2 separate regions of the Sus scrofa genome follow, and region 1 is linked to region 2. A link is a contact called in public Hi-C data. All regions are on one chromosome and are shown on one strand. The core of a region is the stretch at or near the end of the contact, and the rest is flanking DNA. Distances in the headings are between cores, read along the strand shown. Region 1 holds the start of MTO1 (protein MTO1 homolog, mitochondrial). Region 2 holds the start of EEF1A1 (eukaryotic translation elongation factor 1 alpha 1).

Region 1 (5,717 bases), core at 575-3,074, 51 kb before region 2:
TTACACAGGGTGTACAATAAAGGATTAACTCCACAGACTTTAGGTGTTCAAACTCTGCACATCCCAAAGAAAAGACTGGCTCCTGACAGGTTCGTGGGAGATAACTTCTAATTCTACAGAATATTCTGCCTGATAGAGACCTGGGGTTTTGGACCATGCAGGACAGTTTATGTTAACAGGGTGATTGGCGGTGGGCCCCTGGACCATGCTGTATCAGTTATGCCTCTGGAAGCGCTGGAGACTAAGTAACTAGGTCAGTCATGAAGGCCCAGCATTATGAAACTCCCAATAAAAGCCCTAGATACCAAGGTGTGGGTTAGGTTCCTTGGTTGGCTATACTTTGCATTGTTACAAATCGTTGCTAAGAAAACTAAACAGTGTTCATATGACTCCAGTGGGAGAGACAGCTAGAAGCTTGTGCCTGTTGTCTTCTGGACTCTGCCCTGTATGCTTTTTGCCTTTGATGAATTTAACCTATATATTTCACTGTAACAAAACATAAATGTGAACATAACAGCTTTTTTGAGTCCTGTGAGTCCTTCTAACTTATCACTAAACCTGAAGGATCCCCAATACAAGAGGTAGCAGACTAAGTTCAGCAGAAATATTCTCTTACAACAGAAATCTAGTTAATCTATCCCTACTTAAACACCTTGTTTTGGGGGCTGTAATTTATATCTCTATGGGAAAGAGAAAGCGCCCAATTTAAATATACAAAGGGAAGAGTGAAATTGAAAACACAGCCCTGTGATCTCTAATCAAAGGCTCAAGGAGTTCCCACTGTGGCTCAGTGGGTTAAGGATCCAGCATTGCTGCAGGTTTGCTGTTAAGTCACTTAACTCTAGCCACCTTTTGAGAATAAAGCATATGCAGTCAAATTTAGCAGTTGCTAAGTGGGACCCAGCATTTCTTCCAAATAAGTGGGAATAGGTCACAGATATAGCTCCAGGAACTTCCAAATGCCTCAGCCTTAAAAAAGAAAAAAAAAAACTTCAAGTTACTGATTTTAAAATACTCATTAATGGCGTTCCCACCGTGGCACAGAGGGTTAAGAATCTGACTGCAGCCTCTTGGGTTGCTGCAGAGGTGCAGTGCATTAAAGGATCCAGTATTGCTGCAGTTGCAACATAGGTTGCAGCTGCACCTCAGATTCAATCCCTGGCCCAGGAAATTCCATATGCCAGGAGTGCAGCCATAAAATTAAAATTAATTAATTAATTACTCATTAATAAAACACTTTGTGTGGCCTTTGAAAATGACATAAATCTGTATTTGTTGGTGTAAAAAAATACCTGTGATGAACTAAAAAGTATATTACAAAACAGTATGATATCAATTCCAGGGAATTCCCTCTTGGCTCAATGTGGTTAAGGCTCACATACAGTCACTCCTGCAGCTCTGGTTAAGCAGAAAAAAAAAAAAAATTCAATTCAAAAAAGGCTGGACCTTCGACAGTTGGATTCCCCTAATTAGCCATCATTATTCTTTCATCCACAAATAAATTTGAACTCCTTTTCCAATCTATTCATATTGAGATTCTAGGTTTTTATAAACGAATGTCAAGACGACAGTGTACCAGAAATTTCAAAGAATCTGATAAAGCAAAGTAATCAAACTTGGTTGTAGGTGGCCACCTGGCAACTGGGGCATCAATTCCCTAAAAAGGACAAAAGATGACTGAGTAGGAATCCCTCCAATCCAGAGCCGTAAGTAATCAACTAACCTAGTCAACCAAGAAACAATGTACGTATCCCCAGGACCACCTGCACAACTACCCGCTTTGCCAGAAAAGTCGAGCCCAACTGCCAATCAGCGGCGACGCTGGACGTAGACGTTATACGCCGTGACGTCATAGAAAGATGGCTGCGCCCTGAAGATTTCTTATTTTAAATTTCTGTCCGTCGCTAGTATCCGGTTCTGAGTTTAGACTCTGACTGTTTCCAACCATGTTCTCCCTCCGAGGTTGTGGCCGCCGGGTTGCGGCTTTCCTCATCAAACAGCACCTCCCCTCGGCCGGGTTCAGCGGTGATGGCGCGGCGCCCAGGACTCCTCACTTCGACGTGGTAGTCATTGGTGGAGGACATGCGGGAACCGAGGCCGCCGCCGCGGCCGCTCGGTGCGGCTCCCGGACCCTGCTGCTCACACACCGCGTGGATACGATCGGTGAGTCTTGCGGTGTGGGGCTTACCCTCGGATGCGAGCTGCCAGTGTCCTCCTCCCCCTCCCAGAGCCCGATGTGGGCAGCCTTTACCCTCTCAAGGCTGGTGAAAATCCTACCGTCTGTGGTTTCAGCCTGATTTGTGTTTCGCAGATCCGGAGGGTCCGGGCCAGAATTCTGCACTAGGCTATTCTGTGCACCACGATTGTGCTGTGCTCACAGTAGTAGTTCGTTGGGGGAGGTTGGGGATCGAGGTGCCCAGAGAAAGGGACTAACTATAAGAACACAAGCTGATACCTTATTTCATTGTTGTCATTTGCCCTTAACTAGCCTGTTGCTTTGGTTAAAGAGTGAATTAACATTATTAGTACTTGTTTATGAAATGACTGTTGTGTTATTCTCGAGGTTTTGTGAAGCCCTTTTGGAAAACGATGCTTTTTTTTTTTTTTTTTCTTTTAATGTCTTTTTCTATGGCCGCAGCAGCGGCATGTGGAGATTCCCAGGCTAGGCGTCTAATCGGAGCCATAGCTGCTGGTCTAGGCCACAGCCACAGCCACAGCAACGTGGGATCCCAGCCGCGTCTGCAGCCTTCACCACAGCTCAGGGCAACGCTGGATCCTTAACCCTCTGAGCAAGGCCAGGGATCTAACCCACCACCTCATGGTTCCTAGTCGGATTCCTTAACCACTAAGCCACGACAGGAACTACATGAGGAATGATGCTTTTTTTTTTTTTTTAATTGCATCCACATTCCTAGTGTATGTTTATTCTCCAATTTTGTGCGTAGGACGGTGCTTTTTTTGCGCTTAGCAGGCAATGGCTGGATGGCCCTAAATTAAAGCAGACTCCTCTCTAGCATCATCAGAAATAGCAGTTAAGATATCATGTCTTTACGCATTTTGCTTAAGAGTGAGCAGCGATTGAAGGGTTTGTTAATTATGCTTTATAAAAACTGTTAATAAATCACATACTTGTGTACTGAAATACTTTTTTTTTTTTTTTTTTTTTTTTTGTCTTTTATCTTTTTAGGGCCGCACCCACGAGGCATATGGAAGTTCCCAGCTAGGGGTCAGATCGGAGCTACAGCTGCCAGCCTATGCCATAGCCACAGCAACTCCGGATCAAGCAGCATCTAAGACCTACACCACAGCTCATGGCAACGCTGGATCCTTAACCTACTGAGCAAGGCCAGGGATCGAACTGTGTCCTCATTGATACTAGTCAGGTTCATTAACCGCTGAGACAGGAAGGGAACTCTTGAAATACCTTTTTTAAAACAGCCATTAAGTTTTTTCATTCATTCATTCTTTTGGTGCAGTGAGTTAATGAGTCAGTGTTGTCACTACTGTGGTGTAGGTTGGATCCCTGGCCCAGGAATTTCCACAAACCTGGGGCATGGCCAAAAAAAAAAAATTCAGCTCATAACTGTGGAGAAATACACAGCAATTCTTTTGGAGAAAGGCTGTATGATTACCTGAAAGATTACACCTTGCTCATTATACTTGTTAAAACAAAAACTAGGTACTACCTTTTAATAATAATAATTTTAAAGATCGAATGAACCAAAAAAAAAGTGCTGTTGAATGAAGATGATCATTAAATAGTGTAAGTAATGTAGTTTTGTCAAGGATAAGGGATTCCCATCAAAACCCATATTCATATTTTTTCCTTGGCTGTATTCACAGCATGTGGAAGTTCCCAGGCCAGGAATCAAACCCAAGCTGCTGCAGTCACAATGCCAGATACTTAACCTGCTGAGCCACACAGGAAGTCCAAAACCCACATTCATATTCTCATATCAATACAGTATAATGTAAGTTTTCTTTTTGTTGTTTTTCTTTTTTGGCCCCCCAGAGGCATGTGTAGTTCCTGGGCCAGGGATTAGATCCAAGCTGCAGCTGCAGCAAAACCAGATCCCCAAACCACTCTGCTGGGCCAGGGATCGAACCTGGGTCCCACTGCTCCCAAAACACCACAGATCCCATTGAGCCACAGTAGAATCTCTCTAAGTTTTGTTTTTTGTTTTTTTTTTTTTTTAAATAGGGCCGCACCTGCAGCATATGGAAGTTCCCAGGCTAGGTGTCCTATTGGAGCTGCAGCTGTTGGCTTTTGCCACAGCAACGTAGGATCCACATCTGTGACTTACACTGCAGCTCATAGCAACACTGGATTCGTAATCCACTGAGCGAGGCCAGTGATCGAACCTTCATCCTCATGGATACTAGTTGGGTTCTTAACTCACTGAGCCACAACAGGAACTCCACTAAGTTTTCTATTTAAATGAATAGATATTTCAGAGATATTTTAATAATTCTTAGAAATGAGCTTAGTGAATTACAGTTCTACCTTAAGTCTCATTTTTTTATGGTTATTTGATATAGTGGAGCATCAAGTGTTTCTGCTTTTTCTCAGAAAAATAAGATAGCTTTGGCTTAGAAGGTCAAACTTCCATAAAAATACAGAAAAAAAAATTAATCCTGTTTCAGTTCAGTCATATCATCTGCCAATAATGAAATCAGAGGCAGAAAATCTATTGTTTTATGCTAACCTGGAAAATAATGCCTTTTTGACAGACTTTTTTTTTTTTTTTTTTTTTCATGACAAAAGAGAAAAGTCTAAACCAGACACTGGCAAGTAGGAACAGGAATACCGTGATTACTTGAGAACAATAAAGATTTACCCCTATACTGAGTTTAGGTCACACTCCCCAAACACAAAGCCTCATAGAGAAGCCTATTTACCTAAGTCAATAGTGGATGTATCAGAGGGAGGATTCTTTATCAAAGGAAGGATGGAAATAATCTACCATAGCTGTCATCCTGTTTTTACAATAGGGACACTGAGGTACAGAATATTAGATAACTTGCCAAAAGCACATGGAACTTACAAGTGGTGAACTGATCCAGATCTCTTTTACTCACTCCTGGCCCATGCTTCTAATCACAGCACCATCCAGCCTCTCTCTGGAGACCATTAAAACTTTTGTATGGCTAGATGCCACAGCAGATCCACAGATTGTTGTCACAGCTTTCCCATGCTATGATACCTCCCATAAAAACCTTTGAGGAGTTCCCGTCGTGGCGCAGTGGTTAACGAATCCGACTAGGAACCATGAGGTTGCGGGTTCGGTCCCTGCCCTTGCTCAGTGGGTTAACGATCCGGCGTTGCCGTGAGCTGTGGTGTAGGTCGCAGACGCGGCTCGGATCCCGCGTTGCTGTGGCTCTGGCGTAGGCCGGTGGCTACAGCTCCGATTCAACCCCTAGCCTGGGAACCTCCATATGCCGCGGGAGCGGCCCAAGAAATAGCAACAACAGCAACAACAACAACAACAGACAAAAAGACAAAAGACAAAAAAAAAAAAAAAAAAAAAAAACCTTTGAGGTAACTGCCCAAGTTTAGATGTCAAATAAGATGAGAGGAATTTAAAGAAAAGGTATAAAATGTGAATTCTACATTCAGAAAGCTTATAATTTAATTATTTCTGCAACATAAACATAAAGAAAATAGCAGATGGCATTTATGGAAAACATAATTGATTATGACAGTGAACCACTGCAAA
Region 2 (5,870 bases), core at 1,358-3,857:
TAAAAAGGCACTCTTACCCAGAGGAGGATAGTCAGAGAAGCTCTCAACACACATGGGCTTGCCAGGAACCATATCGACAATGGCAGCATCACCAGATTTCAAGAACTTGGGGCCATCTTCCAGCTTTTTCCCAGAACGACGATCAATCTTCTCCTTCAGTTCAGCAAACTTGCAGGCAATGTGAGCTGTGTGGCAATCCAGCACAGGTGCGTAACCAGCACTGATCTGGCCAGGATGGTTCAGGATAATCACCTTAGGGAGAAAATTTGCATTTAGCACATTTTAGACATTTAGACAGTTAAGGTTCTGGCAGTTTAAAAACCTGTCACTGAAGTGTTACCTGAGCTGTAAAGCCAGCTGCTTCCATAGGTGGGTCATTTTTGCTGTCACCAGCCACATTGCCACGACGAACGTCTTTGACAGACACGTTTTTGACATTAAAGCCCACGTTGTCCCCAGGAAGGGCTTCACTCAAAGCTTCATGGTGCATTTCAACAGACTTGACTTCAGTTGTAACATTGACTGGAGCAAAGGTGACCACCATGCCAGGTTTGAGAACACCGGTCTCCACTCGGCCCACAGGGACTGTACCAATACCTGAAGTATTCACAGCACAGCATAATTATCTCGTATGAAGACAAACATCACTGCAACCCATACCAGCTGAGTGTAACGTTCAACTTACCACCAATTTTGTAGACGTCCTGGAGGGGCAGGCGCAAGGGCTTGTCAGTTGGACGAGTTGGTGGTAGAATGCAATCCAGAGCTTCAAGCAGTGTGGTTCCACTGGCATTGCCATCTTTACGGGTGACTTTCCATCCCTTGAACCAAGGCATCTAAAACACAAGATCATCAATTAGTGTTTTCAAACTTATCCCTTCCCAGACTTAAGTTTTGAGAACTCATCAAAACCACTTACATTAGCACTTGGCTCCAGCATGTTGTCACCATTCCAGCCAGAAATTGGCACAAATGCTACTGTATCAGGGTTGTAGCCAATTTTCTTAATGTAGGTGCTGACTTCCTTTACAATCTCTTCATATCTCTTCTGGCTGTAGGGTGGCTCAGTGGAATCCATTTTGTTAACGCCAACAATGAGCTGTTTCACACCCAGGGTGTAGGCCAGAAGAGCATGCTCACGGGTCTGCCCGTTCTTGGAAATACCTGCTTCGAATTCACCAACACCAGCAGCAACAATCAGGACAGCACAGTCAGCCTTTAAAAAAGAAAAAAAGGCCACACCCTGTGAAAACCTCTCCAAAAAGGACAGATCCATGGTTTCGCCAATTTATAGATAACTCAAAATGTTACTCTCAGGAGTTCTTAATCCTACAAACCTGGGAAGTGCCTGTAATCATGTTCTTAATAAAGTCTCTGTGTCCTGGAGCATCAATGATGGTCACGTAGTACTTGCTGGTCTCGAATTTCCACAGGGAGATGTCAATGGTAATACCACGCTCACGTTCAGCCTTTAGTTTGTCCAAGACCCAGGCATACTTGAAGGAGCCCTTTCCCATCTGCAGGGATTAAGAAGGGTTACTCGGTAACTAAACTCCTTAGTCCCACTTGGAAGCAATGCTAGGTTTCACTTCCATCTCCTAAACTTGGCTGGAGTTAAGCCACTTAGCAAACTTTGCAATGTACTAGTTCAAGTCAGATATACACTAGTTTTAGAGAACTACCACTTAATTTGCTGACGTTACTTTACCGACCTCCGCAGCCTCTTTTTCGAACTTTTCGATGGTTCTTTTGTCGATCCCACCGCATTTGTAGATCAGATGGCCAGTAGTGGTGGACTTGCCCGAATCGACGTGTCCGATGACGACGATGTTGATGTGAGTCTTCTCCTTTCCCATTTTTGCTTAGCTTTTAGCGATGGCTTTCACGACACCTAAGACGACAAAAACCTTCTTTAAACTACTGTCCCGACGACCGGAGACTCAGGCACAACCCCAACAGCCAAGGGCAAACTCCAGGGAGCATTAGCACCGGCGCCCTGCGGGCCCTGCCCGGCCTACACCCAGCGAACGGGGCCGCCCCGGCGCCCAGCCCCTCCCCCACCCGGGCCGCGAGTCCCGGGAAGCGGCGCGGGCAGCACCGCCCGGCCCTTTGTGCGCCGCCCGCCGTCCGCGTCCTCCATCTTGAGACCGGGAGCGGCCATCTTTCCGCGCTCGCAGCCCGCCCGGGCGGGGCGCTGGGTCTCCGACCGCCCGCCCCGCCCCGCCGCGGCCGTCTGCCCCGGGACCGCCGGGCACGGAGGCCACCTTGGGCGGCCTCGGCTGGGCCGCCCTGGCAGTAACACGCGGCTGCCGGCCGAACTCGAGCGCGAAGACAGACGGGGCGGGCGCGAAGGCGCGGATCGCACGCGGCGGCCACGGCGCCCCAGCAGGCCGCCACCGGGCACGCGGTAGGGAACCGCGAGAGCGGAGGGCCTCGAGTTCTCCACCTCCCCCCGCCCGCAGCTCGGAATCAGGACCAGGGCGCAGAGCCCTCTACGCGCGGGGGGCCGGGAGGCACGCTAAGGCCGTGGCCACCGGCGGAGGCCATGCGGACGGAGGCCACACCCGTACTCACCTGTGTCCTGGCGGCAAACCCGTTGCGAAAAAGAACGTTCGCGGGGACCACGGCGCTTATATATGGTCCTCCCCCACCCTCGGGGAAAAGGGCGGAGCCAGCACACGACACCACTTTCCCAGTTTACCCCGCGCCACCTCCACCCGGCACCGGTTCCACCGCCGTCCCCTCCCCCCATCTTCGGGGACCGTGGGCGATGTGCGTTCAGCCCACTGACGAGCACACGGCGCCCGGCGCATGCTCCTCTCAACCAGGAGGATGACGACTGCTGGTGGGTGGGAGGCGGGGTCGAGCGCTCACTCGGTTCTAGGTTTAGTGGGAGTTTATCGACGGTCCCTGGGATTTCCCTGGCTGAGGAGAGTCCTCCTTTTGTATGAATTACTCTCCGCACAGCTGGGGGGTGGGGCGGCGGGGAGGCGTCCAGAATCTTCCCTGAACCGGTCGTAGCTTAACTGCAAAGTTGGACCGAGATGGGAGCCCTTACCCGGCAGTACCCCACCGGTCCTCAGTCTTGCGGTCTCGCAGGTTAAGGACTAACCCCTGGAGCCGCTTCCTCTGCCGGGGCTTCTCCACCGCCCTTGCCGTCCGCGCCCCTTCCGGCTGGAGAGGGAGGCGTAAAAGGCCGGGGAACCGCGGCGGCAGGGGCCTCGGGGCGGTCTTCAGGGCCGAGAATCCGCGAGTGGCTCAGTTTGCTGACCAACAGCCTGGCGAACAGGCTCCTGCGCTGACCTCTTGGCTTTTTCCATTCAGTTCTTTTATCTAAGTTCGTTCTACACACCACGTGGTACTCCAGACGTCCAGTTTTTGAGTTTAGAATAGACTTAAGTACTACAGTTTTCTTTACTTCTAATCCTAATTTTATTACGTTTAAGACCCTGAGTGTGTGTCTACCCTCCTATTAACATTTTTTTTCCAGTGTATACTCTTGGTTGCAAGCATGAAAAACCTAAAAAGAATTTTTTGAGTTCAGTGCTTATACACGATCTCAAGTAGAGACTAAGATCTACAGCGCCAGGAAGCTTATCCACCCAATTTACTACTCCAACGTTTGCTGTGAAATCACTGTTTCTCAAAAATGGCCTATCCCATTTGAATAAACGGCTTCATCTTTTGTCGTCCTATCCATTGTGACTGCATTTTAGGCATAAATCCAGGGCAAGACAAGATGAGGCCTTTTTGGTTGGCAATCAGGCAGATATTCAAAAATATTCCTGAAGAAAGAGGAACCTTTATTTTAAATGAGCTAATTACTAGATCGTCTCTTCCACGTGTAGAGCACTACTGCAACTTTTTGAGCCAATCTATCAACAAATATTTGAGAACCTACTATGTGGCCAGAGCTAAGAGTGGCTCCGAAGCATATGCAAAAGAAATACTTCCTTTGGGGGAAGAAACCCACAATCTAATTGGAAAAGGGAAACTAATATATAGAGCAATGGGAAGTAGTTAAAAGCAAATTTGTATGGTGCTTCCTTACTTTCTATTCCATTGTAGAATCTAGTTTTTCCAGTCCTTTTAGTTTCTTTTCACCATCCAATAGCTTATTTTCTTTTTAAAAGGTTTTCTGAAATAGTTTTCCTGTATCTTTTACCATTCTTTGTAGATGTAAATTTCTTTTTTTTTCTTTTTTTTTTTTTTTTGTCTTTTTGCCATTTCTTGGGCCGCTCCCGCGGCATATGGGAGGTTCCCAGGCTAGGCGTCTAATCGGAGCTGTAGCCGCCGGCCTACGCCAGAGCCACAGCAACGCGGGATCCGAGCGGCACCTGCGACCTACACCACAGCTCATGGCAACAGCGGATCCTTAACCCACTGACCAAGGGTAGGGATCGAACCCGCAACCTCATGGTTCCTAGTCAGATTCGTTGACCACTGCGCCACGACGGGAACTCCCAAGATGTAAATTTCTAAAAAAAAAAAAAAATTCAGGTTTAAGAGTTTGTATTCAGGTTTAAGAGTTCCTGCTGTGGCAAAGTGGGTTAAGGACCTTCCTGTTGCCACAGCTGTGGTGTAGGTTGCAGCTGCAGGGATGGGATTTGATCCCTGGTCTTTTTTTTGGCCAGCAAGTGAGGCCAAAAAAAAAAAAAAAAAAAAAAAGTTCGTATCCTTGTTTGAACTTTGAGATCGTTTTCATGAAAGAAACTAAGCCATGTAAAGTTTCTCTAGGAACATATATAACTAATCTTTTTCTAGCAATGAAAGCCTTTTCAATAATGCCTATATTTCTAGCTTTTTTTTCACAAATTCTTTTTTTCACAATTCATTTTCCTAGTGAACTTACCCAATCATATATATGTGGGATGAAATTATCTTGATATGCTAGTCCATGTTTGTAATAAGATAAAGATGTGAGAATAGAGTTCCCATCATGGCTCAGCGGAAACGAGTCTGAGCAAGCAGGTCCAATCCCCGGCCTCGCTCAGTGGGTTATGGATATGGCATTGCCATGAGCTGTGGTGTAGGTTGCAGGTGGGGCTCAGATCTGGCGTTGCTGTGGCTGTGTGGCTGTGTGGCTGTGGTGCAGGCCAGCAGCTGCAGCTCTGATTGGACCCCTAGCCTGGGAACCTCCACATGCCATGGGTGTGGCCCTAAAAAGACCAAAAAAAAAAAAAAAAAAAAAAAAATAGTGAAAACTAATCACTAGCAATAGAATAATTCAAATACCTTTGTTTGTATTTATTGCCTTGGAAACATTAATGGCTAGTCTCTTTGGAATTAGATTCCCACAATTAGCCATATTTTGTTTACCACAGTTATATTAACTGCATAGTGCTATTTCAGATTAAGATCAGAGTGCCACACTAGATTTAAAATTTTCCGTTTGGTTACCATGCTTTCTTTCCATATACCTCCAATAGTTTAGGTTTGTACATTGTTGGACATAATACCCTAGGACTGGGAAAATTTTGAAAACGGTAAAAAAATAGTTATTTAGTGACAGAAGGGAAGGAAGCAAAGACTAAATACAAAAGTTGAATATTTCAAAGTTTTACATAGAATCCAGAGTTGTAGTTAACATCTAATCTAAGAAAAGTCACGATGAAAATGGACTTTGGTAAGAAAGAAAAGCATCGAGTATAATTTTAGTTTAGAAAAAGTGAGAAAAATGATTTCTGTAAAATACGCCCAGTTCATTAAAAGTTGTTCCCAAGGCCCTGCGCCTTCAGATAAGAGCATGTACACTTCATAAATACTTTATAGAGAATCCTTTTCCAATAGCACCTATGGAACAGCAAAATTCTGCATTAGTTCTTGATTTATGTACATAACCTGCTGGGCACCAAGGACTGGGGTGGTCT

The links. A called contact is a pair of places that touch in the nucleus more often than the background predicts.
Region 1: a Hi-C map of alveolar macrophages shows a contact between it and region 2, with 2.1 times the contacts expected there. The contact joins the promoter of MTO1 here to the promoter of EEF1A1 in region 2. A contact is called at or near these places in 4 of 47 Hi-C or Micro-C datasets (alveolar macrophages, embryonic fibroblasts and heart right ventricle) and 1 of 2 datasets of contacts at active chromatin or transcription factors (alveolar macrophages).

The regions. Positions count from the first base shown.
Region 1 is chr1:92,468,594-92,474,310 of Sscrofa11.1, reverse strand. It overlaps MTO1 (protein MTO1 homolog, mitochondrial), which reads left to right and starts at 1,824. Exons shown (of 10, transcript XM_021092413.1): 1 at 1,824-2,163. The coding sequence starts at 1,947.
Region 2 is chr1:92,418,688-92,424,557 of Sscrofa11.1, reverse strand. EEF1A1 (eukaryotic translation elongation factor 1 alpha 1) reads right to left here and starts at 2,607. Exons shown (of 8, transcript NM_001097418.2): 1 at 2,575-2,607; 2 at 1,713-1,891; 3 at 1,338-1,517; 4 at 920-1,216; 5 at 686-836; 6 at 341-597; 7 at 18-252. The coding sequence starts at 1,856.